2 separate regions of the Gossypium raimondii genome follow, and region 2 is linked to region 1. A link is a contact called in public Hi-C data. All regions are on one chromosome and are shown on one strand. The core of a region is the stretch at or near the end of the contact, and the rest is flanking DNA. Distances in the headings are between cores, read along the strand shown. Region 1 holds the start of LOC105790872 (E3 ubiquitin-protein ligase BRE1-like 2). Region 2 holds the start of LOC105790878 (probable CoA ligase CCL12).

What was found. A called contact is a pair of places that touch in the nucleus more often than the background predicts.
Region 2: a Hi-C map of leaf shows a contact between it and region 1, with 1.8 times the contacts expected there. The contact joins the promoter of LOC105790878 here to the promoter of LOC105790872 in region 1. A contact is called at or near these places in 2 of 2 Hi-C or Micro-C datasets (both in leaf).

What each region holds. Positions count from the first base shown.
Region 1 is chr8:13,975,921-13,983,307 of ASM2569854v1, forward strand. It overlaps LOC105790872 (E3 ubiquitin-protein ligase BRE1-like 2), which reads left to right and starts at 3,121. Exons shown (of 19, transcript XM_052634701.1): 1 at 3,121-3,417; 2 at 4,519-4,570; 3 at 4,704-4,865; 4 at 4,951-5,038; 5 at 5,183-5,413; 6 at 5,548-5,715; 7 at 5,895-6,088; 8 at 6,179-6,262; 9 at 6,374-6,493; 10 at 6,573-6,759; 11 at 6,837-6,997. The coding sequence starts at 4,833. It also overlaps the pseudogene LOC128042999.
Region 2 is chr8:14,106,121-14,113,507 of ASM2569854v1, forward strand. It overlaps LOC105790878 (probable CoA ligase CCL12), which reads right to left and starts at 3,992. Exons shown (of 13, transcript XM_012618670.2): 1 at 3,649-3,992; 2 at 3,143-3,272; 3 at 2,794-3,053; 4 at 2,481-2,682. The coding sequence starts at 3,920. LOC105790879 (glucan endo-1,3-beta-glucosidase 4) reads right to left here. Exons shown (of 5, transcript XM_012618674.2): 5 at 7,287-7,387.

The DNA.
Region 1 (7,387 bases), core at 1,871-4,370:
TCAGCTACTCTAAACCCAACGAGTTTCAGCAGCCATCTTAGATGTACAAGGTTCCGTGACAAGTCCGGCATCAGATAACCTCCAATTATCTGAAGAATGTATGCCCGAGCATATCAGATTCTTTCTAGTTCGGTAGAATCATCATCCGGATCCGGGAATGTGTCTCGTAACCAGCCCATCTCGATCCAACCTCCGTTAATATTCTCCGGTAACGTCCAAAAGCTCGTAGCATACCGCTCCCCAATCACCAGATTGAACAGACCCGGTGACTGCGTACCCGTCCACCGACAATCCCAATTGCAAATTCACATATTCCAAAGTGATAGTACACTCTCCACATGGAAGATGGAATGTGTGCGTCTCGGGTCTCTACCTCTCAATCAACGCACTGATAAGTTTCGGGTCCAACTTGCATCCCCGGCCTACCGTCGCCACGTGCCAAAAACCCGCTTCCCGTAGGTAATTCTCTACCAATGGTGATGGAGGACCATGCATATTACGGATATAGCATTGTAATATCCGATCTAAAGACTTTTATAAAAAATAATAAAATAAATAATAATTATTTAAAATTGCATAAAAAATCTTAAATAATATTTAAAAATTAAATTTAACACTTACCATTTTCATTTGTTCGACGGATATGTGCTTGTCATCAAGACGAATTAATTCTCCGGCCATTGCTAAATTCGTACAAATTTTTAAGATTTAAAAAAAAATTTTAAAAAATAAAATTTAAAACTTTTTTAAAAATAATTAAAAAAATTAAAGCTTTTTTAAATAGGAATTTAAGAGGAATTTGAGAGGAAATTGAGAGAATATTAGAGAGAAATTGAGAGAAAGGATTAAGTTGTGAAAAAAAAATGAAAGGAGGGTTTTTATATATATTTTTTACCGTTGGGGTGGGTCACCAACGGTAAAAAAAGTAACTGTTGCTACTGTTCAGCGCGGGTAAAATGCGTCCCCAAGGGAGTGCTGACGTGGCAAGAAAACGCGTTCTTGAGGGCGCGCTTTCTGCGCACGTGGACAAAGCGCTTCCATGAGGAAGCGTCTTCCTACAACGTCCCCTGACAACACGCTGACGTGGATGTGCTTTCGAGGAATTGGGCCATTCCGATAATTAATTATTTATTGGGCCCATTTCAGTAATTTTTTAAAAAAATGGCTTTTAATGGTATTTTGCCCGTTTTTAATATTATATTTATTCTAAAAACATTATTTTATATTAATGTATTACGGTTATAACACTAAATTTGATTTAACAAAACAAATTAAGGTAAAAGTTATATTTTGTTGACAATAAATTTAACTAAGTAGTATTTTATATCAAATTATACAATAAACATGCATTACCCTACCTTGCTCGGAAATAAAACATTTCTTCATGAATGGAATTAACAGTACCATACAACTGCTCCAGCTCCACTTCCATGGCTTGCAATTCACAAAACAACCAGAAAGCCTTCGATGCATTATTAAAAATATATATATACACAGCATGCATGCTTATGTTTGGGCCACTTTTGCTGTTTCTACTATATCCTAATAGCATGAAAATAAAAGAAGAGACTTACATTGGCATGGCCTTTCTTGGCGACATTAAGCCAGTCCTTAAAAGTCAACTCCTGTCCTTCAATCTCCAATGCTGAAAAGCAAGCCACGTGATCTCCCTGCTCCACCGCAGTCCTTTCTCCACCCACTGAAAAATATGGCCATGCGACGACGTTACCTTGACGTTGAACTTGTGAGAATCGGGTAATGGTTGATGACGTTCCTGGTTGGGATTGATAACCCGGTACTTCCCCACCGTCATGGAATTGCTTTTCATGCCTTCCCAGATGCATTTAGGGTTAATTTAGTAATTTTTTAAAAAATGTTTTTAAAAAATATGTGCAAAAATATTTTTGAAAAGTTTAGTTTAATATTTAAGTATTTAGTATTATTGTTAAAAATATTTTTAAAAAATAAAATGACCGTTTTAGAAATGATATTATCAAATAATAAATATATATTTAAATAATGTTCAAATTAGTTAATATTATTATATTTTAGTAAGAATATAAAAATATTTTATTATGACTTGTTGTTAATATTTTAATATATAAAATATACATTTTAAAATTTAATTAAGCACCAAAGAAAAAAAGAAAAATATTATGCTGTTGGAAGGGTGAAAAATAATTAAACAAACTAAAAGTTTTAACTTTTCCTCTTCAAAAGTGCTTTCCAAAAATATTTTTAAAAGCAGATTGTTTAGCACCACTTTTCTTCTAAAAATACTTTTAAGCCAAAATATTTTTTTTAAACACTACTAAATAAGCCTTTAATCTTTCCCAATTGTCGAAACAAAAAATAAGAAAAAGACAAAATAATTCACATTAATTAATTTCTTAATAGAGAGACAGATACTGCGTATGAAATCACAAATTGCATAAATATTTATATTTTTAGAGTATAAAAGATTAGAGATTTTCTGTTATTCTACAGTTTACTTCAATATTTATCATATACAAATATTATTTATTAAATTTATTCAAAATTCTTTATTCTATCTAGATTATTTATTAAATTTAGTTGAAATTCTTTATTTATCTCGTTAATTTATTAAATTTATTTGAAATAATCTAATCAAATTGTTTAAATTTGAACCAAAATTATAAATTTTAATTTACAAAAGAAAGCTACATGTCATCAAATTTAATACTCCATGTCGTCTCTAAAATGTTATAAATTTTATAATAAGGTTTTAAAAATAAATATAATATATTTGAATTGCAAATACAATAAACTAATTTAAACCTAATATAAACTATGAAAAAGTTCTCAAAATCATGATTGAATGGTTAAAGCCACTGATCCTACTAAATAAATTATTGAAAAATTTATAAAAAAAAAACCTAATGAAACCGGTTAAACCAATTTAATTAGATCATATTAATTCACCCCTCAACCGATCAATATCTCTCCAAACTAATACATTGACCACTTATTGATTCAACCGGTCTGATCGGCCGGTCTAATTTGGTTCAACCAACTATTTGGAGAGTGTTAGTTGAAGGGCAACAAAGCTAAAAGGATAAACGGCACCGTTTTAACGGGTGATGCATCTTTCTTCTGCTTTCTTCTCAATATACGACTCCGTAGAAAGCAAATTACTGGAATCTATCATTCTCGGAACGAGTAGAGTTTGTGAGTTAGGGTTTCCAGTTAGGGTTTTGGGAACGCATGATGATTGGGATTTGATGGTGTGACGAAAGAGTAATCAAGGGTAAAAGAGAGGGGAGGGGGTGTAAATCGCAATCCTAACTGCAGTAAATGGAAAGCTTTGAATCTGAAGAACCAGAGAAGAAGAGGCCTCACTTGGATTCTCCCGCCATGGCCCGTAATTCCTCCACTTCTCCCAACCACACCAAATCTGTAATCTCTCTCTCACACTCTTCTTTTTTTTTTTTAATATTTTGTATTCTTCTTTAATTTCTTGATCAAATTAATGGCTTTGCATGATTTTATTCACTTTCTTTTTGAGCTATAATTTCTCCTCAAATCAAAATTGCTCTGGAATACATTTTGTTTTGTCCTGTAGCCAGGAAGAATAAAATGGTAAAACTGAAATATTGAATCTTGGGACATTACTTTCGACCGTTCACAAAATGGAAAGTTGATCTAAATTTTTTCCTGCTATTAGTTTTCTTCTTGGATGCTCAGTTGTATTCAATTTCTTCATGGTCTCTGGGTTATTCATGGAAAGTTTTAATTTCAAATGCTTTCTCTCTGCCGTCGAGACAGTATAGGAAGAGAAGGGGAATTTGTTTATTACTTGTTGTGGATTAATTTTGATTTAATTTATTGTTAATGGTGGGTAAGTAGTTTGCTGTGAAACTCGATTGGGTCTATACGGGGAAAAAGGAAAACAAGCTCCTTCTCTTAGCGATTTACCCATAATCAGTATATCACTGATATGCTATTGTTTGTTTAGATTTGCGGATTTAGGGTGACACACCAAAATTAAGGGTTTTAAAAAAAAAAAAAATTCTTTTTTCACTTAATTTATCTGCTAGGGTTATGTAACTCCAATTATTATTAAATTGAGCTGATAATGTGAATAGTTGAAGTACTTTGCACTAACCGAGTAGGTTTGCTGCATCAATGCTGTATATGTCAAATGGAAATATTGTAAATTAATGAAATGTGATGTCTTTTTCATCGTCTCAAATTATTTGAGTTGCCTATTTGCATCTATCTTAGAAATTGAAATTTTCCCTTAACTTCTAGTTATATTCTGGTCTCTTATCTGATTCAAACCATTCCTAGACTTGTCATGAATCAGTTTTAGGCATCTGATTATATGCATGGGCACCATAAATCCACCAGTTTGCACATTTTGTTGAGTTGATAAGCTAAGCCCTGAGCATAACCTAATTCAATATCAGGCATACCTAAAAATGAGTGGAGATATATTGTCCCCTGCCATCTGATTGAATTTGCCTTTCACTTTTTATCCATGATTTGATTTTTCAGAGTGCCATCTTATTATCACTATGATATTTCTGCATACACCCCAACGTGTAAGGTTGGTGCACATGTCAAGTAAATTTAAAATTGATAAAATACGTTTTTCATTTTTTTCCCTGCATGTTTACAAATTTGTGTTTTTAATTCTCTCATGCATTTGGTTTGATATAGATGGATTTTTTTTTATCCAGGTTGACGCGGCAGTTCTCCAGTACCAGAATCAAAAACTTGTCCAGCAGTTAGATATTCAGAAACATGAGTTGCATGATCTTGAAACCAAAATTAAAGAATTAAAAGACAAGCAAGCCTCTTATGATGATATGTTGATAACTGTGAACCAACTCTGGAATCAGGTTTTTTTTATGGCACTCTTTTACTTCCATCTGTTTTGATCATTATGATTTTTTTATAATTCTTTTTTGTTACTCTACTTTATAGTTGGTTGATGACTTGGTCCTGCTTGGAATACGAGCTGGAGGAGGCCATAATGCTTTACGAATCTTGGACGAAGCTGACAATTCTCGAGGTTCAGATCAGACTAATTTTTTGTTGAACAAATTTACTTTTGTGTGTTTTTGGAGTTGGGAGAGGTAGTGCTGTGTCTTTTAATAGTAAAAAGTCAAAGTGTAAGTTCTCTCAAATTTACAATACTTTAACTTGCCCTCTTTAGGTTCTATTCCATCGTGCCCTGTGGAGGAGATGTTTCTTTGTAGGCTTCTAGAAACAGATTTTATTGATAGAAATGACAAAGATGGCATTGCAAATTATGTTGAACAAGTCTTATTTTCACGCCATTCATCCACTAGCGAGTTGATAAAATCTCTGGAGGATACCATATCTGCTGAGAGGATGAAAACTGAGAGCATGGCTCTTTCTTTGCATGGGAAATTATCTGTTGAAGGTTAGATGATTTCTTCTTTTCAGTTGCTTAGTAATTTGTCATTTCTTGTGTTTTTCATGAAATTTTCGGCAATTTCTTCATTAGCTAGTACTTCTATCTGCAGTTTTACGTTGATTATTATATATCGCTTGCAGACACTATAATACAGCTTTCTAAGATTTATGACATGATGAAAGAAGAGGCCAAAAATTTGCGTGAGGTGATTGACACTCTACATTTGAAGCATAAAGAGTATGCTGATGGGATTCAAACATATATAAGCAGCCATGCAACCGATCAATCTGATGTTAAACGTCTTCAAGGTCTCTGCTAGTTCTTTTATGCTTGCAATAACTTCCTAACATTTATAAATGCAATTCTCAGTAGCATGTTTAGTACCAACTGATTAGCAATCTGGTTGTTTGTTAGCCATTGCCTAGATTTTCTCTTTTTTGTCTTATCATGATTGTACGTTAAAGCTGTAGTTTATTTATTCTGGAAGGTGAGCTGGAGGAAATCATGGCTGAACTTGAAGAAAGCAGAAGAAAACTAGTTGATCTGAAAATGCAGAAGAATATAGCATCTGGGATGCATGCATCAACTCCAGTTCTAGCAAATGGAAGCTTGTCACCAGAAAAGCCTGGAGATAAGACAATGGGCTTGCGGGAGATAAAGGATTTGATTGAGGAGACAAAGGTATTGATTTACGTAACTGCGTTTTTCTCAACCTCTCTCCCTCTTTTGGTGACTAATCTTATATGATATGTTACTAAACAAGTGTTGCAGATAGTGGCAGGAGATCGACTTTCTGAACTTCAAGATACACAGGAAGAGAACCTAATCTATTCAAAACAACTGAAGGATCTTCAGGTTTGCTTGGATTATTGATCTTCGAAAGTTGATTTTTCTTTCAGTTGAAGTACCCTTTTCAATAAAGCTACATATTCTAATAATTTAACTTGCAAAATTTTACTCTCATAGAATGAACTGAAGGATGACAAATTCATACAATCCTCTCGGATGTACACTTTGTTAAATGATCAGCTCCAGCATTGGAATGCTGAAATGGAACAATACAAAGCGCTTACAGATTCCTTGCAGGTTAAGTTGCTTGATATACTTTTTCACATGCTTTGGTTGCTTGAGTACTTTTTGGTCTGTTTTGAAAGTATAATTTCAGACTGATAGGTTTCTTGTCATGAGGAGGGAGAAGGAACTAAATATGAAAGCTGAGACAGCAGATGCTGTTAGGAATACAATTAATAATGCTGATTCTAGAGTTGAAGAGCTGGAGCTGCAGCTCCAGAAGTGTATCATAGAAAGAAATGACCTTGAGATTAAAATGGAAGAAGCTATTCAAGATGCAGGTAAAATAGTAAATTATAAGTTTAAGGTGGAAAATCCTGGATCTTTTGTCTTACACAAATGCTGTTTTTCTCCCCAGGAAGAAATGATATTAAAGCAGAAATTCGTGTTATGGCATCAGCTCTGTCCAAGGAAATGGGAATGATGGAAGCTCAGTTGAATCGCTGGAAGGAGACTGCTCACGAAGCCATTTCCTTGCATGAAGAAGCCCAAGCACTAAAAGCTTTGTTAAGCGATAAGGTATTTATCCTGTCTTTAGTTCCCTTTGGGGAATAAAATTTGAAAGTAGCTGATATGGATGAAAAGTCCTTAAATAGTTGTTTTTATATTATTTCAACTATATTTACCTGCGAAAGCTTTGAGAGTAGTGTGATGGGTTACTTTTGTACCAAGCGGTGGAACTTGATTGTCTAATAGAATATCATTTTGGAACTTCAGAATTTTGTGTTTGTGGACAGCCATGTTGATTTTTGTTCTTTCAATGACTTGTACTGAGTCATGTACCTGTTTTATTAGTGTTTCATTTGATTATTTAGCATGTGACTTGTAGAAAATTGTGGTTTTGGATAACGTGGATTTATATTTCTTAAATTTAATCTATAAAATAAAGAAAAATTGTAGTAAGAATGT
Region 2 (7,387 bases), core at 2,742-5,241, 130 kb after region 1:
CATAATGTGTATGAGGGGTTGCAACCCTGGTATAATTAACTAAGGTTAGTCGCCCTTTTCTCCTAGTAGAACAAGAGGATTTGTTTTTCTATTAAATAAGTATTATTTGTATTCTACTAATTCAACCAAAATTCTTCAATGTCTCCCTATAAATAGATGGAACTGGTAGAGATAAACACATATATTTTGAGATATTGTTATTTTTCCCGAAAATATTCTGATTTTATCTTCTAAGTATAAATTCAATTTTCTAGGAAAAACAATTCTACCGATTTCTATAGAGAAAGATTTACTTTCCTACTGAAAATAATAAAATTATTCTAGGCTTTGTGCTTGATTTGAGATTTTTCAAGCCTACACTCAAAGCGATTTTCGGTACAAGAATAGTGGAGAAGATCATTCAGTTGAAAGTCAAGAACGTATAGGATTAGCCTCATACAAAATACAAGTATTTTTTAGAAAAAAATTATTGCTATAAATATCACAAAATAGTTCGGTTTTTAAATTTTTATTTTTCCGTTGTGACAGAAAATCGCTTTTAAACCAATTTTTTCCAACATTTAAACTCAAGTAAGTTAAATTGTCAAAGAAAAACGCGTTTGATATGAGGTGAAAAACGATCTAATTTGCTAAAAAAATTGAAAAAAGAGAGTAGCATTTACCATTAATTTTACCTTTTATTTTAAATTTGATAATTAAGATTTTATCGAAGGTGGTTCAAATTCCCAAAATTTCTTTTCTTAGGTTTTATTTTCAACTGTTTTGATATAACAAAATAAATTCTAAAATCTATTAATCAAATTTGTAAAATTTATTTTAATAACTCTTAAAATTAGTGTTCTTAAAATCAAAAAGAAATTTCTAAATGACTTAGAAAATATACAAAAAGATTTTGAGTGACGCCAAAGTCCTTTGAAAATGTTTTTGAGTGTTTTAGAGCAATTTTGAGACTATGTATTAGTACAAGCTTGAGATATATCAATACAACTAAGTAATTAAAATTGCGCAGAAGGGGAGCATTATATTGATACAACTATGGGTGTATCGATACATCTAAAGACACCATGGATGTATTGATACAACTCTTAATATATCAATAAATGTCCTTAGATGCATCGACCTGTTCATGATTGTATTGATACAATACTTCCATTCTATGTAATTTTGGTTATTGACTTGATTATATTGATAAGTTTGTATCGTTATATAACCTCAAAATTACTCAAGAATACTTGAAAAGTCATTTAAAATTTTGTTTTTAAGTTTATAAACATTTCAAAATAATTTACAAATTTTTAAAGGATTTTAAATTTATATTGTTTTCCATACCTATAATCAAACATTGTGCAGTCCAAACTCGTTTTTCATTCACAAAAGGCATTGAATGAAAATTTAATTGACCATCTATGTAACAAGTTAGACATGATCAATATCTATATATATTTTTTTGGTTTCTAAAGATTTTTATTGGAACGAGCCCAATGATTAATCTTCCGCGTTTTGTAGGTCCATTAGGGAGTAGACACTAATAATGAGTTTTAAAGCTGCTTCATACTTAGGGCGAAGAGCCCATTAAAGGAGTAGACATTGGCCACAAAGTTTAAAGTAGCTCCATACTCAAGGCTATGGTCTAACCTTCAACCACTAGTTAATATACGAGAAACTCTTACTATCTCATCTAATTCCGTGGTTATCAATATCTATACTTAGGTTTAGGGAAAGTGTTAGTTGTATATAGTTGGAAAATTTGTAGGAATCAATTGGGATTAACTTTGTTTAGTTCTTTCGTAGATTATAACTCTTACCTCTGTCTAAGCAACGTTCTCTTAATTTCCTTTTTCTTTTACAAGTCTTGGGTTCCAAATAAAAAGTAGAACTACAATTATTGCCTCCTCATGAACATTTTTGTCCTACGGATAGAAGGCAGAAATTAACGACAAGATAATTCTTAGCATGATAAAAGTATCATGAAGGTACCTACATTAGGTGTTGGATTGCATTTTGTCCCTTCTACTAAAAAAATAGAAATATTAGTCCCTATACGTTAGATCAAAGAGCAAATTGGTCATTCTGTTAAATTTTTTATCCAATTCTACCACTAAAAATTGATCCATGCACGTCAACATTAGGTACGCATAGCATGCCACGTGTTACCGACGAATTATTTAGTCAGCTACGTCAATTTTTAACAGTACAAATGAATAATTTTTTTAACAGAAAGGATCAATTTGCTCTTTGATAATGTACAGGGACTAATTTATCTATTTTTTTAATTGAAAGAGCAAAATGCAATTTTACTCCTAATGCAGGGCAGGTAATTTTACCTTGCTCCTACAACTAATATGCATCAAATGTCAGTATAAAAACATGTCACCCAATGCAAAAAAAGCACTGGAAAGCAGAAAGTTGTAGGATGGCTTGGTTCATACTCTTTGGCAATTGCATCCCTTTTAAAGAAAAATTGATAGCCAGAAATATACCTGAGTGAAGATAGCCTTGGCATTAGAGACACGCAAACGAGTCGCAATTTCTTTGGCCGCGAAACTGTCAGCTATGGACACCGCAACACATCCAGCTAATATAATTCCCAGATATATAACAACAGCACTCACTGTCATTGGCATGTCAATGGCAATTGCATCACCCTTTGAGAATGTGGCATCCACTGCATTTGCAACCACCCTGTGGTTCATTTTTCAAAATCTATGCGTTCACATATATTAATGCAACACAGAAAAAGAAAGCAGCCCACAAGAACATACAATCTGATTGCAAACTGTGACAGGATCATACATTACTTGTTCACGAAGTTCCTTTAATGTCATGCGATTCACATCCAAATCATCACGGCCTTCTTCTCTCCACACAAGAGCACAACTGTTATCCTCTTTTGTAGGGTGAGTAGAGGGCAATAAACAACATTCAGCTATATTCAAAACTGCACCAGGAAGCCATGCTCCACTAGGTTCCAGCTTTTTACTGTTATCTAGAATGCAACTTGGGGAACTGTGGAATACAACTGAAAGCTCTTCAAGAACGATAGACCAGTAAGTCTGAAATCATTCAAAGACCCCCTCTTAACTTTATATATTAGATGATCATTTGCCTCACAATCTACAAAGGAAAAAAAATAAGTGCTTACCTCAGGATGCTGGAAAGAAAATTTCTGAAAGAGGCTAAAACTTTCAATAGGGTCTTTGTATGAAGTCCCTAAAAGCTTTGGGCCATGAATCTCCATTATTCGTCCCAGGTTTGTAATTTTGGACTCATCTCTGAAAAAGAAAAGGCTAGTTTAGTAGAAGATATACTAGATTCAACTCATTTAACTCACAGCAAATAATGTATAAATAACGGGTTAATGAAATGTGAAAATTGAATCAAAATTAAATTTGATGTGTATAAATACATCAAATCAAAGTTAATGTATCAAAATTGATATATAATTTTAATATTTATCTCAAAAGTACCAACTCCTAAAATTGAAAAATATTTATATAATCCCTCAAATATACGAGTAAAACATAAATTCAGCATAGATGTTCTTCACTTGGAGAAGTATTAAATTTGAATAAATTCATAACGATTGGAGCCTGAAAGCTGACTCACACAACGGAAATAGCAAATGAGGAAAGAAGGAAGAGAGAATACAGGGAAGGAAACCAGTAAAGAGGAGGGCCATTGATGGAGACATCCCAGTTGGCATAGACAGAATAGTAGACCAACTGATGCAGGTGATGCGGGTGCCATGGCTTTAACACTCTCCTACTCACCACCTCTTTCCACACCCGTCTTGGGTCAGGGTCAGAGGCTTTGCTTGCTGCTATGGCTTGGTACATGTGGGTGGCTTCCTTTATGCTTATGGTTGACCCGCCTGCTCTGTACAAATCTTCTAACCCCACTTCACCTAGCCTCTTCGCCATCTGCTAACACTGAAACCCAAGTCTGAGTGTAGTATCCAACTATGACACGAGTTTAATAATAGCCGCCAGTGGGAGTTAGGTGCAAGAAAAGACGGTGAGCCACCTAATCAACTTATCTTAAATGTGAAACTAATTGTATTAATTTTAATTTTATTAATAAAAAAACCAATGGTTTAACGTTAAATTTTAACCAAAATTATTTGGTTAAAATGTCTCTTCCGTCCTTGTACTTTAACAAGATTTGAAATTTGGTGTTTATTCTTAAAACTTACAATTAATTCATTTTACTTTTCAATCTAAAATTTCAGTCTAATCAATAATATGCCAATTTGGCTGTCCGCAGATGATTGTCCAAAAATATTAATAAATTTTGATGAAAACTATTAATATAATTGGAATATGATTTTTAATTTTTTTAAATATTATTTTTTAATCTTTAAACTATAGGGTTTCATCTCAAATTATGTAAAAGTAAAGGGATAACAATATATTTTAACAAAAAATTTACAATTTAATTCCAAACAAAATATTTAACTTGCAAAATTATAAAAGTTTTAAAATATTAATTTTGTTAAAAATAAATATTAAATTATTAATGTTTTGATTTATTTAATTTTTTAATAATATAAAGATTAAATTGATGTATTAATTTGTATATGTGTATATAATAAAAGATTTGTCAAGTAAGCATAAACAAGGCCTGAGGGAGGCAAATGCAACCCTCCATTGCATCTTATGTATATATTAAGCATAATAACTTATTTGACCTCTAATTTTACAAAAAAATTAATTTTAGCTCTTTATTTAAGGATTTTTGAATAGTACAGTGCAATAGTAGTTACACTCTCTTCTAATTACAAAGAATTGTAATTCTTAAACATGTTTGGGCGACCATGTGCAATTACCTCATAATTCTTTATGTCATGTTTGGTAGTATAAATTGTAATTATACATTTATATAATTTATATTTAAAAATACTATTTACTATAAAGCGACAAATATTATATAATTGTAATTACACATATATATAATTTATATTTTTTATAAAGTGACAAATATTATTTTGGAGGTATTTATATATTTTTATAATTTGATAAATCTAAAAAAAATTACATGCACATTATACTACACAAATATAAAATGAGAAAAAAAATTAAAAACATAACATAAATATATGATTTTGTCTGCCTAGACCCGAAGGCCCACTCGAAAAGTGAGAGGGTATGGGAAAAAATATTGTAACACCCCAAAATTTGAATGTTTAATTGTTGAATTTTATAGTAATTAAGTCTTTGTATCTGTGGTTATGTGTTCTGTTTATGTGTTTGAAGTTAGGAGTTCGCGTCATGTCTTAAGAAAGTTTTAGCTATTTTATTCTAAACTAACCTCTATCCTTGACTTGTTGGCTTAAGCTCAATTCTGTGTAAGTCTATGTTAAGAATGAGTTTGTTGGTTCAATAGTTAAGTATATGTCCCCTTATTGGTCCTGTGCTTGAGTCACGATGTGGAGCCACACAGGCCAGTTGCCCAGGCCGTATGAGACCACATGGGTGTGTGGGTCAATTTATGATATTTTGTCATGTCTCGAGCATCGCTCAAACCGAATACAAGTCTTCTGTGAGGCCGTTTGAACTGAATTAAACTGTACAAACTGATATTCTGTTATTTGAAACCTAAGTATTGATTATCAGTGTGTATTACGTTTGATTAATGTTAATGAAATTGATTTACTGTATTCGAGTATGAACAATATTTGAGTATTTGCATAAAACTCTATATTAACTGTCATGTAAAGTCTGCATATCCATCGAGTGAGAATTGAATCAGGTGGAAGTATTATGTTCTGAAATAGTGGATAACTCACTGGTATCTGTGTTCTGATCTTGCAACTAGACTGCATTCTTTGAAACGTTTCAAACCGACACTGTGTGGTGTGTAGGGCTGGAAGGGTAATAAATACCCTATTTGGTGTGTTGGGTGGGTCAGAGATGGTGTGGAGCGACTAGTATTAAGCAATTGCATCTATTTTGTTCTGTTCTGCAACTGACTACAGTATGAATTGTTATCTATCTGTATGATTCTGATTTGCAATCGAATGAACTGTTTCTTGATTCTGAATCAACATTTGCACTTAGATATCTTAGTTTTACCGATACCCTATTGAATATGTAAATAGTTGGTTCCTTTTTGATATATTAATTCAATTATTGTTGAATGGATTTCAGGTAAATCACAGGTTTGAACGGGTCGGCGAATGGAGAGCTCGGTTATGTGTTTTACATCATTTAGTATTATTAATAATGTTAATTGTTTCGTTGTTTCAGTTAGTTGGATGATAATCATGAAGTACTAATTTATCTTTATTAAAACTTTATATGACTTTAACAGAGTTTGAATATAATTTGTAGAGTGTGTTTTGATTGTCATTCATTGTAACTCTCCAGGCTTGGCCTTGTCGTCTAGGTCGATTATGGGGTATTACAAATATAGACCCAAAAAATAGGTTTGGACAAAAAAAGTAAGGCTCATTTTTTAAACGGGCCGGATATTGGGTAAGATTTTTTGGCTCGGGCCTGACCCAACCAAAATTTGGCTAAAAAAATTTCCCCTGTTGCTGTTTATTGCTATTTTGCTGCCATTTTGCTATTATATTGCTACAATTTTGTTGTTGTTGTTTGAATATTGTATAATTCTTGTTTTATTATTAATTATGCCACTATTTTAGAGACATTTGTTTGCTAATTTGTAACTATCTTAGTATTATTTAAGTATAATTTTTTTATTGTATTTTCAATTTGTTGGGAAACATTTATTTTAATGTTTTTAATGTATTTGATGTATCATATTTTTAAAATTTTTTATATAAAAAAATTTAATACAAATGGATCTAGTTGGGCTCGAGTTCAGCAGTTTTTATCTGAACCGAACTTAGACAAAATTTTAAGTCTTTTTTCGGGCCAAATTAGGCCCGAGTCTAGAAAATGAACCTAAAATTTTGCATTGATTCAACCTAAACCCAACCCATGATCAGGTTTAAATTTATGTCTCATTTTTATTCTTTTGCATTTCAACTCAAGATATTTAGAAATATTGCTTTAAATTTTAGGAGAATCTCTTCAATTTACATGAAGCGGCTCAGTGGTGATTGCTTTCTTCGCCACAAAGGAAAAAGAACAGAACGTGAGAAAAAAAAATTGCTCAAACGTTTAAAAAAGTACAGTTACTAACGGTATAATTTAACTTAAAATTTTCATTTGAAATAATGATATAACATATCAATCTAACTTATGCAATTAACAAATTAGTAATCAAAATGTAACAAATCAATAAAGTTAGTGACCATATTGCAAGGTTTAAAAGTTCAGTGACCATAATGCAACTTAAATAAAATATAAGTAACTAAATTAGTAGTTTACCCACTAACAAATCCAAGTTTTCTCATTTCCTGTCCCAAAAATTCAATGCT